2 separate regions of the Mus musculus genome follow, and region 2 is linked to region 1. A link is a contact called in public Hi-C data. All regions are on one chromosome and are shown on one strand. The core of a region is the stretch at or near the end of the contact, and the rest is flanking DNA. Distances in the headings are between cores, read along the strand shown. Region 1 overlaps Limch1 (LIM and calponin homology domains 1). Region 2 overlaps Limch1 (LIM and calponin homology domains 1).

The links. A called contact is a pair of places that touch in the nucleus more often than the background predicts.
Region 2: a Hi-C map of the N1E-115 cell line shows a contact between it and region 1, with 4 times the contacts expected there. The contact joins two enhancer-like sites. A contact is called at or near these places in 17 of 39 promoter capture datasets (the 3T3-L1 cell line, 3T3-L1-derived adipocytes, the C10 cell line and 11 more), 8 of 484 Hi-C or Micro-C datasets (the C10 cell line, the N1E-115 cell line, bone marrow-derived macrophages and 5 more), 12 of 115 datasets of contacts at active chromatin or transcription factors (astrocytes, craniofacial prominence, embryonic basal ganglia and 8 more) and 2 of 9 other capture datasets (adipose tissue and pancreatic islet).

What each region holds. Positions count from the first base shown.
Region 1 is chr5:66,778,737-66,783,638 of GRCm38.p6, reverse strand. The region is part of intron 1 of Limch1 (LIM and calponin homology domains 1); the gene reads right to left. Among named protein-coding and RNA genes, the nearest start is that of Limch1, 35 kb to the right of the region's middle. Within about 2 kb of position 1,513, at least 7 of the 459 cell types and tissues checked have an H3K27ac peak or open chromatin away from gene starts, as enhancers often do. A contact at or near this core is called in the N1E-115 cell line, where this site is marked.
Region 2 is chr5:66,991,024-66,995,522 of GRCm38.p6, reverse strand. Limch1 (LIM and calponin homology domains 1) reads right to left here. Exons shown (of 26, transcript NM_001001980.3): 9 at 2,345-2,380. Among named protein-coding and RNA genes, the nearest start is that of Gm33040, 6.2 kb to the left of the region's middle. Within about 2 kb of position 2,747, at least 3 of the 459 cell types and tissues checked have an H3K27ac peak or open chromatin away from gene starts, as enhancers often do. A contact at or near this core is called in the N1E-115 cell line, where this site is marked.

The DNA.
Region 1 (4,902 bases), core at 264-2,763:
ATCCTTGAAGAACAGACAAAGAAAGACCATTGATGAAATCAACACCAGTGGGGGCAGGGAGAAACCTCTCTTTCCTACAAGACCAGCCACACAGGCCTTAATGGAAGAGCAGAGGTAACCTGAGACAAGCAGAAACCTTAATGGCACCAAACAAACCCATCCTGAAGAATGTGAAGAATCCAATGTAATGCAAGATGCAATCTATAGGCCTTGGAATCATGGACCCAGCTCCGGTATCAACTGGGTCTGGAGACACTGCCTCCCTTGTTTCTGGAAGGCAACAGTATGGAAATGTATTTGCCCTCTAGAGCTACTCAATGAAGCCAGGCCTGACTTTCAGCCTGAAAGCTTGAATCTCATGGGTTGGTCCCTTTACATAAGAGGATTTGGGGTATCATATGTTATAAAGTCCTCCTAGCACCTCATTTAATGGAATTTCTAAATCAGCAATCTTGCTTAGCTATGCAAAGGCAAATAAAGTAAGAAAAAAATTCCCTTTTGATTTTTTTTAAAGATTTATTTTTTTATTATATCTAAGTACACTGTAGCTGTCTTCAGACACACCAGAAGAGGGCATCAGACCTCATTACGGATGGTTGTGCGCCACCATGTGGTTGCTGGGATTTGAACACAGAACCTTTTAAAGAGCAGTCAGTGATCTTAACTGCTGAGCCATCTCTCTAGCCCCCTTCCCTTTTGCTTTTAAGGAATTTAAATTAAACTTATTGGATCTGGAAGAAAGACTTTAATAAAATGGGGTGGTGGGAGGGAGAAGAGGAAGGAAGTTTCTCATTACTCAACTGGCTTGTGAGATGAAAACTAATTTAGTGGTTGGGGTTTTTTCCCCTTGGAATAAGAATATCGGGCAATTTTTACATTGTTCCAAACTGCCCTGCAGCTGTAAGGCTGGCTTCCACTGTTGGAGCAAAAGGACTAGGAGTGGACTCCCAAAAGATGAATACAGTTTTACTGTATCAAGACATCATTTGTGGGACCCACCCATGTGTTCATCTTGATGCAAATTCAGAGTAAGCACCTAACTGTCTCACAGCCATTAAATTGTTTTTTCTTCAATGTAGATGCACTTAGGTGTGAGTACAACGTCTTTAAAATATTTTTTTTAATTTTTTGTATTTTGTGTATATGTGGCAGAGGAAATCTATGCATGCGTGTGCTGATTCCTGGGGCATCCTGAAGGGGATACCAGATTCCATGGAGCTAGAGTTATAGACAGTTGTGAGCTGCCCAGTGTGGGAGTTAGGATTAAAACTAAGATCCTCTTTAAGAGTAGTGATCACTCTTAGTCACTGACCCATCGCTCCAGCCCCACATGACAACATTTTACTTATTATCAAGGATGTCCAAATGTTTTAAGGATTAACCAAATCAATCAAACTGCCTGGTATCAAGTTATCCTTGATTGTATGGTTCCTTTTCTCCCTGGTCTGACTAAAACAACTTCAGGAAGGAAGAGACCTTTGGCTCACAGTTAAGAGGATCCAGTCCCCTAGAGCAGGCAACGCATGCCAGCAGGAGTACGGGACTTGGGGCAGCCACTCGATGCATCCATAGTCAGGAAAGAGACCAAAATGAATTGTGGTACTCAGCTCACCTCTTTTATCTTTTTAATCAACCCCAGGACTGACTGTGGGGTAGTGCTGCCTACACTCCAGGACAGTATCCCTTGCTCAGAAACAACCCCATACACATGTCTAACCCGTGTGCCCCTGGTTCATGTTAAGCCTGGCAAGTTGACAATGAAGATTAAGCATCACACTGACTGTCACTGGAATGTCACTGTGTGACTCATTGAAATAATACATCGTTCAAGTTTGAATGTCACAATGGAGATACTTAATTACTGAACATCCTAATGCCCTGATACTCTGGGGTCTGAACAGTCCCAAGAAATGTTTCTGGCTGAATATCTGGCTAATGAACTGACTCAAAACTGAAAACCTCAGACTTCCACTGCTCATGAGTCATATTAAGTCAACAAATCAAGTTGCACATGGTCAAATATAATTACCTACATGTTTTACAATTTGGCATGTAAAATAGGCCAAATTGTAGCATCACTTCATTATTAAAGAGCTCATCATAGAATTTCAAGTCAAGTTTCTAAATATATTTTAATTAATACGGACTCAAAAAAATCAAATACACTGTCTGCCGTACTGCTCTACCCATAAGCCTTGTAGTAACCCAGTCAGGACCACTAACACGTTTTCTAAGATACTTTTAATCAAGGTGGAAACTCAGACAAATTATTCTGGGTCACTGACTCCAACAACTAAAGTAAAATGCCTTAATTCTCAAAGCAAATTGCTGTTCTTCCCCAGAACTTATGGGAAGGAAACCTCGGGACTAATTTAGGAGGTTTTGTGGCAATAGTTACTAGACGCCAGTAACCATCTGCCTGTAACTTTACCCTCAGACAAGCCGCTTCTACTTAAATGTCCAGCCTGATGTTGACATTTTCTAAAGAGCCAAAGCAAGATGAAACTGTTTCTGTCTCAGAAGGAGAAAGCGACTGCTCTCTCCGACTCCATCAAATCACTCAGCAATCAATCCACATTGGTATGGTTTGAATGAGAATGGCTCCCATACCTGAAAACTTAGGTTCCCAGCCGATGGAATTTTTGCAAAGAATGAGAAGTGTGTCGCTGGGGGTAGGCTCTGAGGTTCTCAAAGCTTACCCCTTTCACAGTTAGCTCTCTCTGCCTCCTGCTGGTACATCAAGACATGAGCTCCAGCCACCTTCCCTTTGCTCCACCATCTGGGACTCTACTCTCTGGTAGTCCAGTTAAATACTTTTGTTCATAAGTTGCCACAGTCATGGTGTTTGTCACAACAATAGAAACTCTAACTAACACAGTTGACTTTTAAGCCTCATCGCCCTATTTTTTGCCCTGGAGGAGTACTGGAAACCTGGTATTTTAAACATAGGGACATGCATGTTTTCATATAGTCATCAGTGGAACTTTGAACATGTTTCTGGATTCCTGTAGTCTCCATCTTCTTGTCCTTCATATGGGACCATGATGGAGGCTGGGTGACTTGTTGTAAGTCACATTTTCCGTGAGTCATGTCATACTTTCATAGTCAGAGAAATCCACCTACCCGGATTCTGCCAACAGAGTTGCCTACTCTAAGAGATGTGCCTTAAGCATATTGCTGCTCATAGCCAGGCATCTCTGTTCAACCTTCTCTGTCTCACTCCTAAAACCTTTACTTACCTGTATCTCCGCCAACACTGGTCTTCTCTACTTTCCCAGCATGCTCTTGGGCACTTCAATGCCTTCCTTAAGAGCTATGTCAGATACTCTGTCCACATTCATTCAATCTGACATTGGACCTCTGACTATGAGCAAGGTGCTTAGCAAGATAAGATATGAATTAAGCGGCTGGGAGCTGGCTCAGTTGGAGAAACACTTGCCTTTATAAGCATAAGGCCTGAATTAATCCCTAGACCCCACAGAGAAATGCAGGATGTGGTAGCACAAGCTCATAATCCTAGCACTGGAGAGGCAGAAGGAGAGGATCCTAGGATTCTATGACAGCCAGGCTCTCCTAATTAGTGAGTTCCAGAACAATGAGGTGCAGCCTCAAAGGTATTCCCGAAGCTGATACCTGAGGTTCTTGGCCTCCACACAGGAGTGTACAGTACACACACATATCTACATACACATGTATTCATGCACATAAAGACACATATTTTTAAAAAATAAAGTATATAAGACCAGTCATTTATATTTAACTAAACTAGCAAAAGACCAAGAACATTGTTAGTACCTACTAGTTTATAGGACATTTTATAAAATGATGCAAAATCGGCCAGCACAATGAACCACATCTTTAGTCTCAGCACTCAGGAGGCAGACAGAGGAGGAACTCTGAGTTCAAGGCCATCCTTGTCTACATAGAGAGCTCCAGAACAACCCAGACTACCCAGAAAGCCTGTCTCAAAACAAAACAAAAACAAAAAAATCAAGTCCAGTTAGATTCACCAGTTAGTAGAACCATTGAGTGACCAACTTTCAAAAGTCAAAATACTGTTAACCAGAGTTTAAAATCATGAACCTGGGAAAGTAGGATGAATCAGCTTTAAATAGTCCAACAGTCTAGACCCTTGGCTCAGCCAGCCAGTTCTCCTTAGTGAGCAATACCATAATGAGAACCAGGAAGACCAGGACCAGTCACAGTTTACTAAGAATTAGGACATTGGAAGGAGACACATTCCCATGAAAATGAAGCTGGCCTCCCTATGGAAACTGAAGCCACCAGGCACCTGATGCTGCATCAGTCAGTACCTGAGATCCTGAGAAGACCCAGCAATGGTAGTCACGGTAGCACAGGAGCATAGAGATCACACCCAGCCATGCTTTCAAATGGCCAAGAATGTCCCTAACTTGTGAACAAATGTCACCAACTTGTAATCACTCTTTCTGAAGAACAGTAACTCTCGGGGGATGCCTTTCTTTGGAACCTAAACCCACGCCCTTGTTGGAATCTTGCACTGAATACATGACCACATCAGTTCACTTGAATCTTTACCACAGACAACAGAAGGTCTAGAGATCCAGCCATTCTGTTATCTTAGTGACAAAAATATCGTCAGTGTGATACTCTAATTGACAGCCGGACTCTTAAATTGAGTCCTTAGGGACCCAAAGGCATAGTATTTCAGTAATAGTCCCCCATTAATAACTAACCTTTTAGTTTTGATGGTGACGGGAAAATGAGTTAGTGAGAGCCATCATCCATCCTTGGAGAGTGAGGGGAGGGTCAAGCTGTTACCTTCTTCTCCTGTGCTGGAGGTATGCCTTCTCATTCACTCTGCTGATCCCCATTCAACCTTCCAAGGACCCTGAAGTGCATGCCAAGTTCTGGGGACATCAC
Region 2 (4,499 bases), core at 1,498-3,997, 210 kb before region 1:
CCTGCCTTTGCTGCCTGTGTTCCAAAGGGCAGAATTCCAGGTTGACCAAAGTAGATGGCCATAGAGCATTGGTTTCTGCAGGGGTGAGAAGGAAAGAGCTGGCTTCCTCCGAGGACGGGATTCAGTTCCTTCCCCAGCCAGTCACTGAGTGAGGTCCTCACAGTCTTACCATCTCCATTCCCACTGTGAAGCTCCAACTTAGCGTAGCCCAAATGTGGCCAAAGGCCAGATAATTAAGTGGGACTCTCCTATATCAGGAAGAACTATCTCCCTAACCCAGGCTTTTTGTATTTTTTTAAAGAAATATCAATTGTTTGCATAAAAGAATCCGAAAAAGTCCAATTTGAAGTAAGAAAACTCTGAATAAAATGTTCCCTGACATTCCCAAGATGCAGGCCCTCCGGCAGAGTCCTGTTGGGAGAGGAGCAATGCGCCATTGAGGAGAATGTGAGAACATGGAATGACAGAGAGATCCTGCCTGGCCAGAAGGTGGAGATTTCACTATGTCTATGGTAAGTTTACCCTGACATATTTAATCAGGACACTTTGTCTTTTGATTGGGCTATATCTTGTATGTCAATTAATTAGTGTAGTTTATGCCAGTAATTGCCTTTAAAGATTGTTGGGAAAGGGAGAGGGGAAAGAAACTACAAGACAGTAGTATCCAATTCTATTTTAAAAATTAACTCTTAGCATCGCCTTGTGATTTTGTTCTCCCCATGACTCGTGTCAACAGCACCCTCTGTAAGTGATCATTTGGCGCTCTTGTATATTCTCAAATAAAACCTCTAGACAACAAGTTCCTTGAGTTCTTACTGGTCCACAGGGATAAACAGCAGAGAAGGGGGTGCCAAGCCCCACCCCTTTAAACAGTTCCTAACTTTTTCTGTGCCTGGGGTTTCTAAGGCAAGCTTAGGCAAGGTCTACAATCTTCTGAATGTAGTTTCCTTCCCCAAGATCCACTCTGAGCAAACTGTCCTGCAGCCGCACGTCTGGGGGGAATAAATCCATCCTTCACAATGTTGCTGCTCATCAGATCAGAGTAGGGCTTGGCCTCTCAATCGCATGCCTCCTCCTGTCAGCGATGTGAAATATTGCCGCTGAAGGATTTAAGAGTCATACCCAGGTCTCAGTTTTACTGTTGGCTTAACTCATTGCAGTCAGTCAGGCACAGGCTGAGTTGCATTTTGGGGACACGGAGGTTCTGTCTCCTAGAGAACTACATAATTCTAGACTGCCCATTGGAACTTGGCAATGGAATGTGAGCGCTCAGGGTTAAGACTCCTCAACACAAACACAGGGAAAAGCATGATGGGAAAAGAGTTGTCTAAAGCCCCCATCTCTGCCTAAATACCATTATGGTTGTCATCAGTAGAATTGACATCTGTGGGTTCTACGCCCTGATTTGCTGTGGAACTTGGGTCAGGAGAGCAAGCAACATCCATCGTTCTGCTGATGGCCAGGTCTCTGTCAGGCCACGTGGACACTTTTGTGCAACTCGTGTTGGAATGAAATATTAAATCCTTTTCCTCAGAAGACCAATCACCACACCCAAGAAGATCATCCTGAAAAACCTTCGGCCTTGTACATCAAGGGCACAAGGTTCTGCTTACAGGAAAGCCAACTTTGGGACAGAGTTTGTAAGGTCACAGATGGGGTGAATACGATTTTTCTCAACCTGGGATGTGAGGTGCAGGGTAGGGAAGAGACCTCTGTTCCAGAAGAAAAGCAAGCGGTAGGCAGAGGAACCCGGGTTCTTGTTTTATACCCTTGACCCCTTGCTATGCCACAGAACTTGAACAAAACCCCAATGTTTGGGTCTTAAACATCCCACAGTTTATACAACTCCAACCTGGTAGAGACTTGGGCTTCTGAATCTATAATTAGTGGTTTAGGATTTGGTTGGTTTTTTTTTTTTTTTTTTTTTTTTAGTTTTGGGGAAAAAAGTGACTGTAAGAATGACTACTTCTTTGTTTAGGCTAAGCCCCTGTGCATTGGGAGTTAAACTGCAAACCTCATGACACCCCCTTCCCTAATTCAATGGTTCAGGAAGGGTACCAATGTCCAAGTCATAAGAGCGGCTTGAGCATGCCAGGCAGTGGGAAATGAGCGGCAAAGCTGCAGCATTAGCCACACATTAGCATCATGCTTAAGTTGCTGTCTCCATCACTTCCCCTGCACAGAACACACGACCCCGGTGGCACCCCGGTGCTCGTCTGTGCACTGGGCTGACTGTGCAGCTCTCTGCAGCCTCCGTTGCATGCCAATTAGTGGTAAGTACAGGAAGCATGCAGTTTAGGCTAGTGATTAATGTGATCCTATGAACACGATAGATGCCACTTACTCTGCGTCATCTGACACAGGAGTTCTGGGACCGTATCTACAAGATCAAATACAAAATTAGAGAGGGCTGGCAGAGAGCGGATGCTGTGACCAACCTGGAAAAACAAACTGTGGGAGAAATCAGTTCGTGTCTACCAAACCTTTTTTGCTGGTCATGCTGTAAGAGAAATGTTGTTACACAATTAGCAATATTCATTAGCTACTTAAAAAAAAAGCCAAAATCAAAGCCTTCATATTTCCAAAGGGTATAAAGTTGCCATTAAGACCCAGAAGAGAAATCAAAAAAATCCCATGCTGCCCACAAAGAAAACTCTGTTTAATGGAAACACAAAAGCTTGGGGTTAACTCACAGTATTCGGAAAAGACAGCCTAAAATGCAAATACACTACAGTTATTCGCACACACATGGCTCATGCCCCTGTGTTGGTGTAATGGGCCGTCATGGACATGCAACATACATGAACCCTCACTGAGCTGCTCTGATGTGTTAATGCACAGACAATATCAAAGGCTATTCCTACGGGTTTTCTAAGAGCAAATCAGAACTTCAGCCAGAACTCCAATCAGTACTTTCCGCCTGCATTTGACAGAAACCACAATTCCTAGAAAACGGGTCGTCTTAATCAAAACCAGACTCAGAGGCTATCCCACAGCTGGAAAAAAACAAGGTTTGTCCTGATCTTTTCTATTCTCCTGCTAATCTGGGTTTACAAAGCTACATCCTCGGCAGTATGATTATGTGAGGCCCAAATGAAGCTACACAGTAGAAAAGATCTGAAGGTGAGAACATCACTGTACAGGAGCACGCATCTGAATGAAAAACTCCCGTGATCAAGCATCCCTGCAGCAAGGCACTGTCTTCTTCTGCTCCCAAAAGGCTGCTCACTTCTCTCACTTCTGTATTCTTTTCTTTTCTTTTTTTCTTTTTTCTTTTTGGTTTTTCGAGACAGGGTTTCTCTGTGTAACTCTGGCTGTCCTGGAACTCACTCTGTAGACCAGGCTGGCCTTGAACTCAGAAATCCTCCTGCCTCTGCCTCCCAAGTGCTGGGATTAAAGGTGTGCGCCGCTGCCGCCACCACCATCCGGCTGTCACTTCTGTATTCTGAATGCTGTAAGGAGACTCTATCCTGCTTCTAGCTTCCAGAAACCACACCTGGTCAGCAAAACATTACCTTGTCCCATGATCGGTAGCCTATCAGGTAATTTCTGAATGTTTCTTCCTATAATTTTAGAGAAATTGCCCCAACAATGCATGAAAACACACACACACACACACACACACACACACACACACACACTCCTTTCTTTCTTTCAACTTTCATCATTCTAGAACATTCCACATTTATTGACAATTATTATTTCATTCATAGGGAAAACCTGAAAATCAAGACTGCCTTTGCTGATAAGAAGAAGGTAGTTAGCACTTGGCTTCAAGGGGCCTTTTCAGTTATCAAATCTGTGGGTAAGACCCCAGCTTTCTGTTGGAATGGACAAAAGCAAGCCAACCAAAGGACTGTGAGAAGACTGTGCTGGCAGAAGACACATTCTGTTCTGCAGGGGCCACTCCCAAAAGGTACTAGTTTAAGCAGGATCCTCAGTGTGCCCCAAATGCCCCAACTGTGAGGCAAGTGACGCGAGGACTCTTCCCCACTAGGGAGGGAGCATGAGCAGGGTCACTTCTGAAGCCTGGATACATGGATTTTAGTCAGTAAAAAGGCCCACTAGAGCACTCATATTCAAATGCGGGGCTTGCTAAACCATCTTTGAAAGAGAAGTTATTCTTGATGGATAAATAATGGAGAAATGGTTAACTAACAATTGTGTGGCCTCGTGTCTCTATTTGGATATCCAGTTAGTATTTTATCGAAGTACAACACAACTCGGAACTCGGAGCTTATGGTGCACACACAGTCTTGTCCTAGCTAACTGTTAGCTTCGGGATGGATCTGAACTTCAATTGTTTTCTTCACAGAACAATGAAACAGCGTTCAAGGAGGTCTCTGCTGGTGACAGATTCTTCCTAAATTCTGAGTCTCACCCTGCAAGAAGCTTTCTGGCTGTTCTCCCTCGGCAGTGGCTGGAGGAGGCCCCTGAGAGGTAGTTTTGGGATACTGGCAAGAGCAGCAGACTCTGAGGATCGCCTTCTGTGCTCCGTT